3 separate regions of the Mus musculus genome follow, and regions 2 and 3 are each linked to region 1. A link is a contact called in public Hi-C and HiChIP or PLAC-seq data. All regions are on one chromosome and are shown on one strand. The core of a region is the stretch at or near the end of the contact, and the rest is flanking DNA. Distances in the headings are between cores, read along the strand shown.

Region 1 (2,572 bases), core at 45-2,544:
GAAAACTGAGTCAAGTCATGGACATTACTTAGCTACTTTTCTGTGTTTGTACTTTTTCTCAATGACATTAGAAGGCCATAAAGAGATGAAACTCTATCTTATATTCTTCAGGATCCCCTGCGATTGTAGTTAACATGGTATGTAAGTGACAGATACTTATTAAGTTCAACTAAATGTAAAAGAAAACTAAATTTTTTTGGTTAGTGCATTTTCTTTTATTTTTTCTTTTTGTTTTTGCTTTTCTTGGTTTGGTTAGGTTTTGGTTTATTGAGAGAGGGCCTCTTTATGTAACAATCTTGTAACTTACTATATTGAACATTCTGGTCTCCAACTCAGAGATCAGCCTGCCTCTGTCTCCCAAGTGCTGGGATTAAAGGCATTCACCACAGTGCCTGGCTGGCTAGTTCATTTTCATAAGAACAGGTATGCCTTTAATACATCAACAACACTTTGAACTCATAAATATTCTGGATGCAGAAAGCCATGGAAAATACTTCTATGTGAATTGGCCTTAGGCTTGTGGAATCTGCTTGTAACTGTGAATAGGAGAATGAAGAATGTCGCTTCTCTAGTCTACCCTTCATAAAAATAATAAAATGATAATTCCGTGTTCGTACATCTGTATCTATTGTTGCTCTTGCTTCAGTAGGATATATCAAAGCAATTGGGATTCAAAATAAATGACATTTCCCCTCCATTTTTGCCCACAAGTGAATGACTCTCATGGCAGGAGTCACCTTTTCCGAGTTGTTTCTTTGGAAAATTAGTAGTTTTGATTCGAGGCACGAACTTGGGATGTTCACAGATGTTGTTGGCCACGCCCCCCCCATTTCTGGAGCTCCAGTTATTGTGTCCTCATAATCTCTGACCCAGCAACACAGCTCTAACTAAGAGGGACGCCCTGTCTCTATCCCAGGAATACTTGCTAAACAAAACAGAGACTTCCAAAAGTCTCTGGTCTAAGACATGAACTTACTACCCCGAACCTTTACAGTTTAGATCCAACCAGACAAATCAATAATACATTTTCCAGTGTTTTAATCCTTGCCAATAAACCGAGCACTGTTTTGAGCTTGGCTCCTGCAATGACCAAAGCCACAGACAGGAGTATGGAAAGTGAATTCCATTTGTCTTGGCTGTGCGTGTTCTGCGGCCAGAGCAAAGCTCCTGGGGTTTGAAATGACTCGTTGGAGGAATCCTGCTTGCTTGGGAACACATGCACTCATAAAGGCCAGTGTGAACGGCCCAGGGTCTGGCCTGATGACTAAGCCAGCTCACTTAGCTGACAGTGGTGTGATTGCAGCAGTTTTAAGAAAGGCAAAATATCCAAAGAGCCAAGTAACTTGACTTACGGTGCACACTAGACTCTTCCTCTGATTAGTCATATGACAGATGAGAACTCGTGGCAACAAATCCTGACGGAAACCGAAAAGGCTGAGTGAATTCATCAGACACAGACTGACTGGAAGATAGTCCAGATAGTGTGTTTATCTGAAAGATAAAATGAAATAGCTTATATTTGGGCTACAGATTCTAGGAAATCTCTTCCCTTTTGTGGCATGTCTATGTCTAAACCCTAGATTCCCCTTGAGAAGTGTCAAAAACTTTGCACGTGTATTTTCATACTTCAGATATAAAGCATGAGTCAAATTTGGTGACCGTGGGGCTTGTTGAACGGACCTATATAGGAAGCAAATCACAGCTGTGAACTGCTAGAAACTGCTTTTTCATGAGGTCTGTAAACTTGTTCCAAAGCCATTTTTGTGATGCGCTAGCTCACAAGCCTTTTGAGCAATGGGCTGGACATCATTTTGTCATAAACCTTAGTGTGTTCTCAGTGTGGCTGCAAGGAAAGGACCATTTTTGTTTGGTTGTTGTTGTTGTTGTTCCCAAATGGATCCCTGGTGCTTGCAGATGTCACAGTTTGTGTATTTGAAGACACCCAAAACAAGCTGCTGAGTTGGCTCAGTGGGTGAAGGGCAACCTTCCACCAAAACCAATGACTTAAGTTGGATCCCTGGAACCTACAAGGTACACAGAGAAAATCGACTCCTACAACACACAATAAATGAATAAATAAATAAAATATAATAAAAAGTCTAAGAACACCTTCCCCCAAAGCCATGCATGGTGATATATACTTGTTATCCTGGGATTAGGGATGGAGGGACAGGCAGATCCCTGGAGATCACTGGCCAGGCATTCTAACTGCTTGGTAAGTTCCAAGCCAGTGAGAGACTCTCAACAAACAAGGCAGGTGGCTTCTAGGGAACAACATTTGAGGTTGACTGCTGGCCTCTTTATACATGTGCACCAATACATGCTAGTGCACACATGCAAGCTATGCAAACAACCCGACAAAAACTCCAAATGTCTGGGATCAAAGGAATTTGCAGCTTTTTCAATGGAGAAATTTGTATTTTAAATTTATAAGCTGCCATGGGTTACCAAATAAACGAGCCAAGCCCACGGCCAATCACCTATTGCCAAAGGGTTGTTCTATTGCTCTTTCCAAGTCAGGGTGACACCATTTTCATGGTGTGATAAAACACATGGCATCTTCATGAGAAAT
Region 2 (2,572 bases), core at 51-2,550, 250 kb before region 1:
CAGACAGGAAGTTAGCACCTCCAGTCTCTGCCCCAGGAGCCACAGTTGGCTTTATCAAACAGGAAGAGACAAGATTAGAATACGGTGGGGCTGAAAAATACAGTCTAGACTGATTGTCCCTGAAGAGTTGTCATCCACACGAGCTTCTGAAAGCCAATTCACAGGAAGGTATCCCAACCCAAGGTGCCAAGTGAGCCCACTGTGCAGGTGTCAGCCACACAGTTGCCATTGGGAAGTAGGAAAACACCAGCTCTGAGCTATGTGGAAGCATGAGTATTGGTCCTGGATGGATGTGACAACTACTGGGGACACTAAGGGTAGGTACCGTCCTTATCTGGCATCAGCCAAGGATGTGGAGATGCAGGATGTGATGTAGAGAGCTACCTCAGTTAGTCTTTGCTTTCAGCAAAATAAGTATCATGTCCCTGGACCTGCAGGTAGTCCACACAGAAGTGAAAGAATTGGGTCTAGTGCATCTGTGGGCAAGGTAAAGCACACCAGGTGGAGGCGCTATGGAGACAGACTCCAAGCTCGCACTTGTAAAGTACCAGGAATCAGAACTGCCTAGGGAAGACAGCCGGATACCAGCAGAACTGGACTTCCTGGTCATGACTGCTGGATCTGACCAAGAGAGTTCTTCGGTTGCTGAATTCCATATTTAAATTTAGCCTGCAAATGAAAAAAAAAAAGCAGCTTTTTACAACTCTAAATAAACTTTCTACTACTGAGAATGGTGATTGAAGCAAAAGTAAAAATAGCTGCTCACACCACGATTTGAGGAAATCTAAATCTGAAACGATCGTGTTTTTTTTTTTTTTTTCCTTATTTGCATGCTACCAAATAAGGACATCGGGGAAGCAATGAGTCACCAAGATTCTAGCATTTACCAGACTGCAACATGAGGGGAACGCATTCCCTAGGATGAGCTCTGTGATTGGCTTTCCCCTCATCCCCGATGTGGACCCTTATACACCTACCTGAAAAAATCGGTCCTGATTTCTTTTCCTAATTCTTATGGCAGTGTTTCAGTGAGTAATATTCATGCTTCAGACTGTCGAACCTGTGGAAATAATGTCCCACATCTGAGGAACAGCTCAACCCTTTCACAGATTTTTCCAACCTCTGTTATCTCGGTCGATCACACTCGATGTGCGCGGAATCTCCAAGGCAGAGCATGCGGCTGTCACCTAGGACATCACTGAACTGTGGATCTTTTTTGCAGAGACGGGTGACTCACCATCCAGGAGGGGGTGGAGGGAGGATGACACAAAGGAAAACGAGATTTAGAGATCTGAGCTCTCTGTTACCGTGTCACATGGTCCCTGCATAAACCAATGTTCTACAAGTGCGGAAGCCCAGCCGAAAGGTTCGGGCACGGCCTGCCCACCCAGTGTTTCCTTCTCCAGCTCTTAGAAGACAGTTTAAAGAGAGCTCCGGAATGTTCTGGTCTTTTGTTTGGAAATTTCGCCTGCTTGTTGACTAGTTGTCTGTGGACCGTGGGGTGGGTCTGTTTGCTTTAAACAGGCTGAACGATGTGTAAGGCATGCCGGCTGCTTTTGTGCCTGGCTTATTTGAAACTGTTTTAGTGTGACACTGGAGGACTTTAAAGGCAACTGTAGCTGTGGTGGGATGTTCTTGCAAGTTGGTACAAGAAAAAAATGTGTCTATTTCTTAGCACATGATCAGTGGTCTGCATCTCCCCTATAATTAATAATAAAAATAATAATAATATCACAGGGTCTTGCAAAGAAATTTGAATTACTGAAGTTTTTTTGGGGGGGAGCCACTTGCCCCCTTTATCAGAAGACTGCCAAACATAGTCCCAAAGATGGAAGACATTCCTTGTTCTTATATCACAGGAGTTCAAACCCTGTATCACAAGAGAAATGGTTTCTGGAGAGTTATGGAGAGCTACAGTCAGTTTTGCATATTATCATAACAAAAAATAACCAATAAAGATACTGCCCCCTTCATTGTATAAAGGAGAAATAAATGAAGGAATTGCCACTGAGCTAGGAAGCCTGTCCGTCCCACCCCCTCAGTTTTCACCCATCTTCCTGCAAGGAAGCTCAATGGCTGCCAGAAAGGAAGAGACCATGGCTGTGAACTGGTCAGGCCAGAGGTTGCTGGGCATCAAAACGGCAAGAGGCAGGTCACAAAGACCAGGATGGGCAAAGCAGATCTTGTCCTGCCTTTATCTCTAATTAGTTGTGTGGCTTTGGATAAGCATTTCACCTCTCTCATCTGTCAAATGACAGGCTGGGACTAAGTTCTCCAATGTCTCCAACAGCTCTGGTAGGATAGCGGTGTGTGTGTGTGTGTGTTGGATTAGATTATTTTATTAAGGATCCATATGAAGGCTGTGAAGAAAAGCTGACTGTTTCTGCAAGCTGCAAAAGAGCAGACTCTGGAGGAGCTATGAAATGATCCACAAGGAATCCCTGCGGTGGGTTGAAAAACTATAGAATTATGGAATTGTGTGTAACACACAATCTGAGTGAGGCTCTCTGAGGCCATACAAAATGGGACACGCTAAAGCAAAGAACCCAGGCTTTTGAAGCCAGCCTATGCC
Region 3 (2,572 bases), core at 28-2,527, 150 kb after region 1:
GTGGGGTGAAGCTGGGAAATAGTCTGGGGTCACGTCATTTCCAGGATTCTACCCGCTGTGCTAACAGTGAAGAGAGGCCGCTGAAGACTGACAGGCAGGCTGTTCTAGTGCAGTTGTAGTTGCATTTTTGGAAACCTCCATCTGACCACACAGCTGGTGGAGGGGAGTGGGCACGGAGAGAATTATTTGGAAAGAACTTTAGCCCTATAATTTGAAGGCTGAGAGAACGGGGTGAGAAGAAAGAAAGACAGGAGTAAGTGAATGGAATTCAGTACAATAGACACCGCGCCCTGGAGGCCTACAGTAAGGGCCTTGCTGATATTGGAAAATGGACCTTGAAGGAGAGGGATGTATTGGTTGGAGCCTAGGTTCCTGACTTTTAAAATCAGAGTGACATTGATGCCCATAGGCCCTGAGAGAATAGACTGTCAGAGGAACGTCATGGCTGGGGTCTGCCCTAGAGGGATCCTGCAATATCATACACTTGCAAGGAACTAGAAAGAGGGAGACCCGCCCAGGAACTCTAAGGCTACAGAGGGACCACCTCAGCCCTTCCAAGGGTAGAGCGTTAGCGTCTGGGGCGACAAAGCAGTTGAGCGTCCCCCTGTCATTGTGGCTGCTTATAGCCCCGGTCTGGGAAAAGGTAAAGCTTAGGGGAACAGAAACTTGGCCTTTTCCTCATTTTCAGCTTTCCAAACCAAGCAGAGGCGGGCCATTTTCAACAGACACTACTGCCAATTAGAAGAGGCAAAAGACCAGCACAAAGTAGGCTCCCAAGATCTAGCCAGTTGAACTGAACCAAAACCATCCGCTTCCTGGGCCCCGAGAAGGTGCAACATGTCACAGGTCCTCAAGGAGAAAGGGGCTGGCAGGGAGGACCCCTGCATGAGAATTAAGACCTCTGTGACCCCCATCTGTTCCTCCTCTCCTCTCCCTCCTCTCCTGCTGCCATGGAGACCAGTCTGGAATGGCAGTAAGCCTTATGCCCCAGAGAAAACAATACAGTGTTTGAAGAGTGGAAGTTGGCCTCTAAGCACAAGCTCTGTCGCCCATCCCCCACAGCCCAGGATTCTTACAAAAGGCAGCTTTTTCCGCTAGAGGGTCAGAGCTCTGCTGTCCATCGATCTGCGTCCACTTTGTCCCTCGCTACTTCCGACTTGTTCATTTTTGAACTCACACCACACAGCCTGAGTGTCATGGGTCTGTTTAGTCGGAGAGGTGCTGATGTGACCGCGTCCCTTCTGCTCAGTGGCACAGAGCATCCCGCTCCTTTTTGTGTCTTTGAACCGCTGCTGTTGACTCACAGGCTGGAGCGGTTGGGCTGGGCTGAATTAGAAACAATGTAATCAACATCTCTATTTTTATCTCTGCTCTCTCCCCTCCCCACTGACTCACGGTTCTCTGTCTCAGAGCCCGGGATCTTAAAAGACTTGCATTAGATCCAGGGTGAATACGCACAGATGTGGTGTTTCTGCCATTCAAAGCCAGGAGTGGTTTTTCTTTTTCTTTTTTTTTTTTTCCTGATGCACTGGGCCCACACGTCAGTAGTGTTATTTATTGCCGTTCACTGCCATCTTCTTTGTGGCTGTGTTACAGCTCAAGCTGCCTTTCCCTCCTGAGGTCTAAGATAAATTTTGCAGACAAGGGAGGAACCCGGGTCTGATTTCTGAAATGAATCTTCAGAGAAAACTTCAGCACTGAACTAAAACTTTTAACTTTTCCCAGTTAATTCGGGAAGCCTGACCTGGAATCTACAGAAAGCAAAAACTAAATACAATATAGTAGTAGGTCCCCCCCCCCAAAAAAAAACCACCCCAACGATGAAGGATCTTTTTTTCCTGCCTAGACTTCTGCATGTTGATGTGTATTTTTAAATTTTTAATTCTATAGACATAGATATGCTAAGTGCTTGGAATTCTGAAGCCTTAGATTTGAGTCCCAACCTGATATTGCTTGCTATTTATAATCTTCAGCTGACAACTTAATTCCTATTTTTAAGATTTTTTTTGGTTTTATGATTATGTCTGCCTGAATGTATTTATATGCATCACATATGTGCAGGTGCCCACAGAAACCAGAAGAGGGCACTAGATTCCCCTGGAAGTAGATATACAATGATTGTGAGCCGCCCAGTGTGGGTGCTGGGAACCCAAACTGGGAATTCTCCAAAAGAAACACTCCTAACTGCTGAGCCATCTCTACAGTCCAAACATGTCATTTCTCCATGTCTTACTTTTCTGTTTTGTGAAATGGAGTTTGACCTCTCAAACATACGTTATATATCTTATAGAATTGTTCTGAGGATTAAAAAAAAATCTAACGAAAAAGCTTTAAAAATCTAGATTTCGTGAGGACTTTAAAACAAGGGCCAGCACATAACAATCTGTCCAAAAACAAATTAAAAAGTTGGCTATTTTCGTGCCTCAGGCCATATCTACCCGACTTAAGAAAAGTAATTCATCTTTAAAAGAATTTTCATGGGCCAGGGTGGTAGTTCAGTCAGTAAGGTGCTCAGGCATGGTGACCTATTTGGTCCTCACTATTCACATAAAAAGCCAGCCGGGGTGACCTG

The links. A called contact is a pair of places that touch in the nucleus more often than the background predicts. HiChIP or PLAC-seq counts read pairs in DNA pulled down with a chosen protein or histone mark.
Region 2: a contact with region 1 is called in an H3K27ac HiChIP or PLAC-seq map of trophoblast stem cells, with 4 times the contacts expected there. The contact joins two enhancer-like sites. A contact is called at or near these places in 1 of 15 datasets of contacts at CTCF or cohesin (the NIH/3T3 cell line), 9 of 484 Hi-C or Micro-C datasets (the C2C12 cell line, Sertoli cells, bone marrow-derived macrophages and 6 more), 16 of 115 datasets of contacts at active chromatin or transcription factors (bone marrow-derived macrophages, cardiomyocytes, differentiating embryonic stem cells and 11 more) and 1 of 9 other capture datasets (embryonic stem cells).
Region 3: a contact with region 1 is called in a Hi-C map of adipose-derived mesenchymal stem cells, with 2.9 times the contacts expected there. The contact joins two enhancer-like sites. A contact is called at or near these places in 1 of 15 datasets of contacts at CTCF or cohesin (the NIH/3T3 cell line), 3 of 484 Hi-C or Micro-C datasets (adipose-derived mesenchymal stem cells, nephron progenitors and uterus), 2 of 115 datasets of contacts at active chromatin or transcription factors (fibro-adipogenic progenitors and trophoblast stem cells) and 1 of 9 other capture datasets (embryonic trunk).

The regions. Positions count from the first base shown.
Region 1 is chr3:51,942,538-51,945,109 of GRCm38.p6, reverse strand. The region is part of intron 1 of Maml3 (mastermind like transcriptional coactivator 3); the gene reads left to right. Among named protein-coding and RNA genes, the nearest start is that of Maml3, 160 kb to the left of the region's middle. Within about 2 kb of position 1,294, at least 66 of the 459 cell types and tissues checked have an H3K27ac peak or open chromatin away from gene starts, as enhancers often do. A contact at or near this core is called in the C2C12 cell line, the NIH/3T3 cell line, adipose-derived mesenchymal stem cells and 5 more, where this site is marked.
Region 2 is chr3:52,196,884-52,199,455 of GRCm38.p6, reverse strand. No RefSeq gene overlaps it. Among named protein-coding and RNA genes, the nearest start is that of Gm30074, 18 kb to the right of the region's middle. Within about 2 kb of position 1,300, at least 216 of the 459 cell types and tissues checked have an H3K27ac peak or open chromatin away from gene starts, as enhancers often do. A contact at or near this core is called in the C2C12 cell line, the NIH/3T3 cell line, fibro-adipogenic progenitors and 4 more, where this site is marked.
Region 3 is chr3:51,787,661-51,790,232 of GRCm38.p6, reverse strand. All of the region lies in intron 2 of Maml3 (mastermind like transcriptional coactivator 3), which reads left to right. Among named protein-coding and RNA genes, the nearest start is that of Gm46803, 81 kb to the right of the region's middle. RefSeq lists an enhancer at 1-2,381. Within about 2 kb of position 1,277, at least 277 of the 459 cell types and tissues checked have an H3K27ac peak or open chromatin away from gene starts, as enhancers often do. A contact at or near this core is called in the NIH/3T3 cell line, adipose-derived mesenchymal stem cells, fibro-adipogenic progenitors and 2 more, where this site is marked.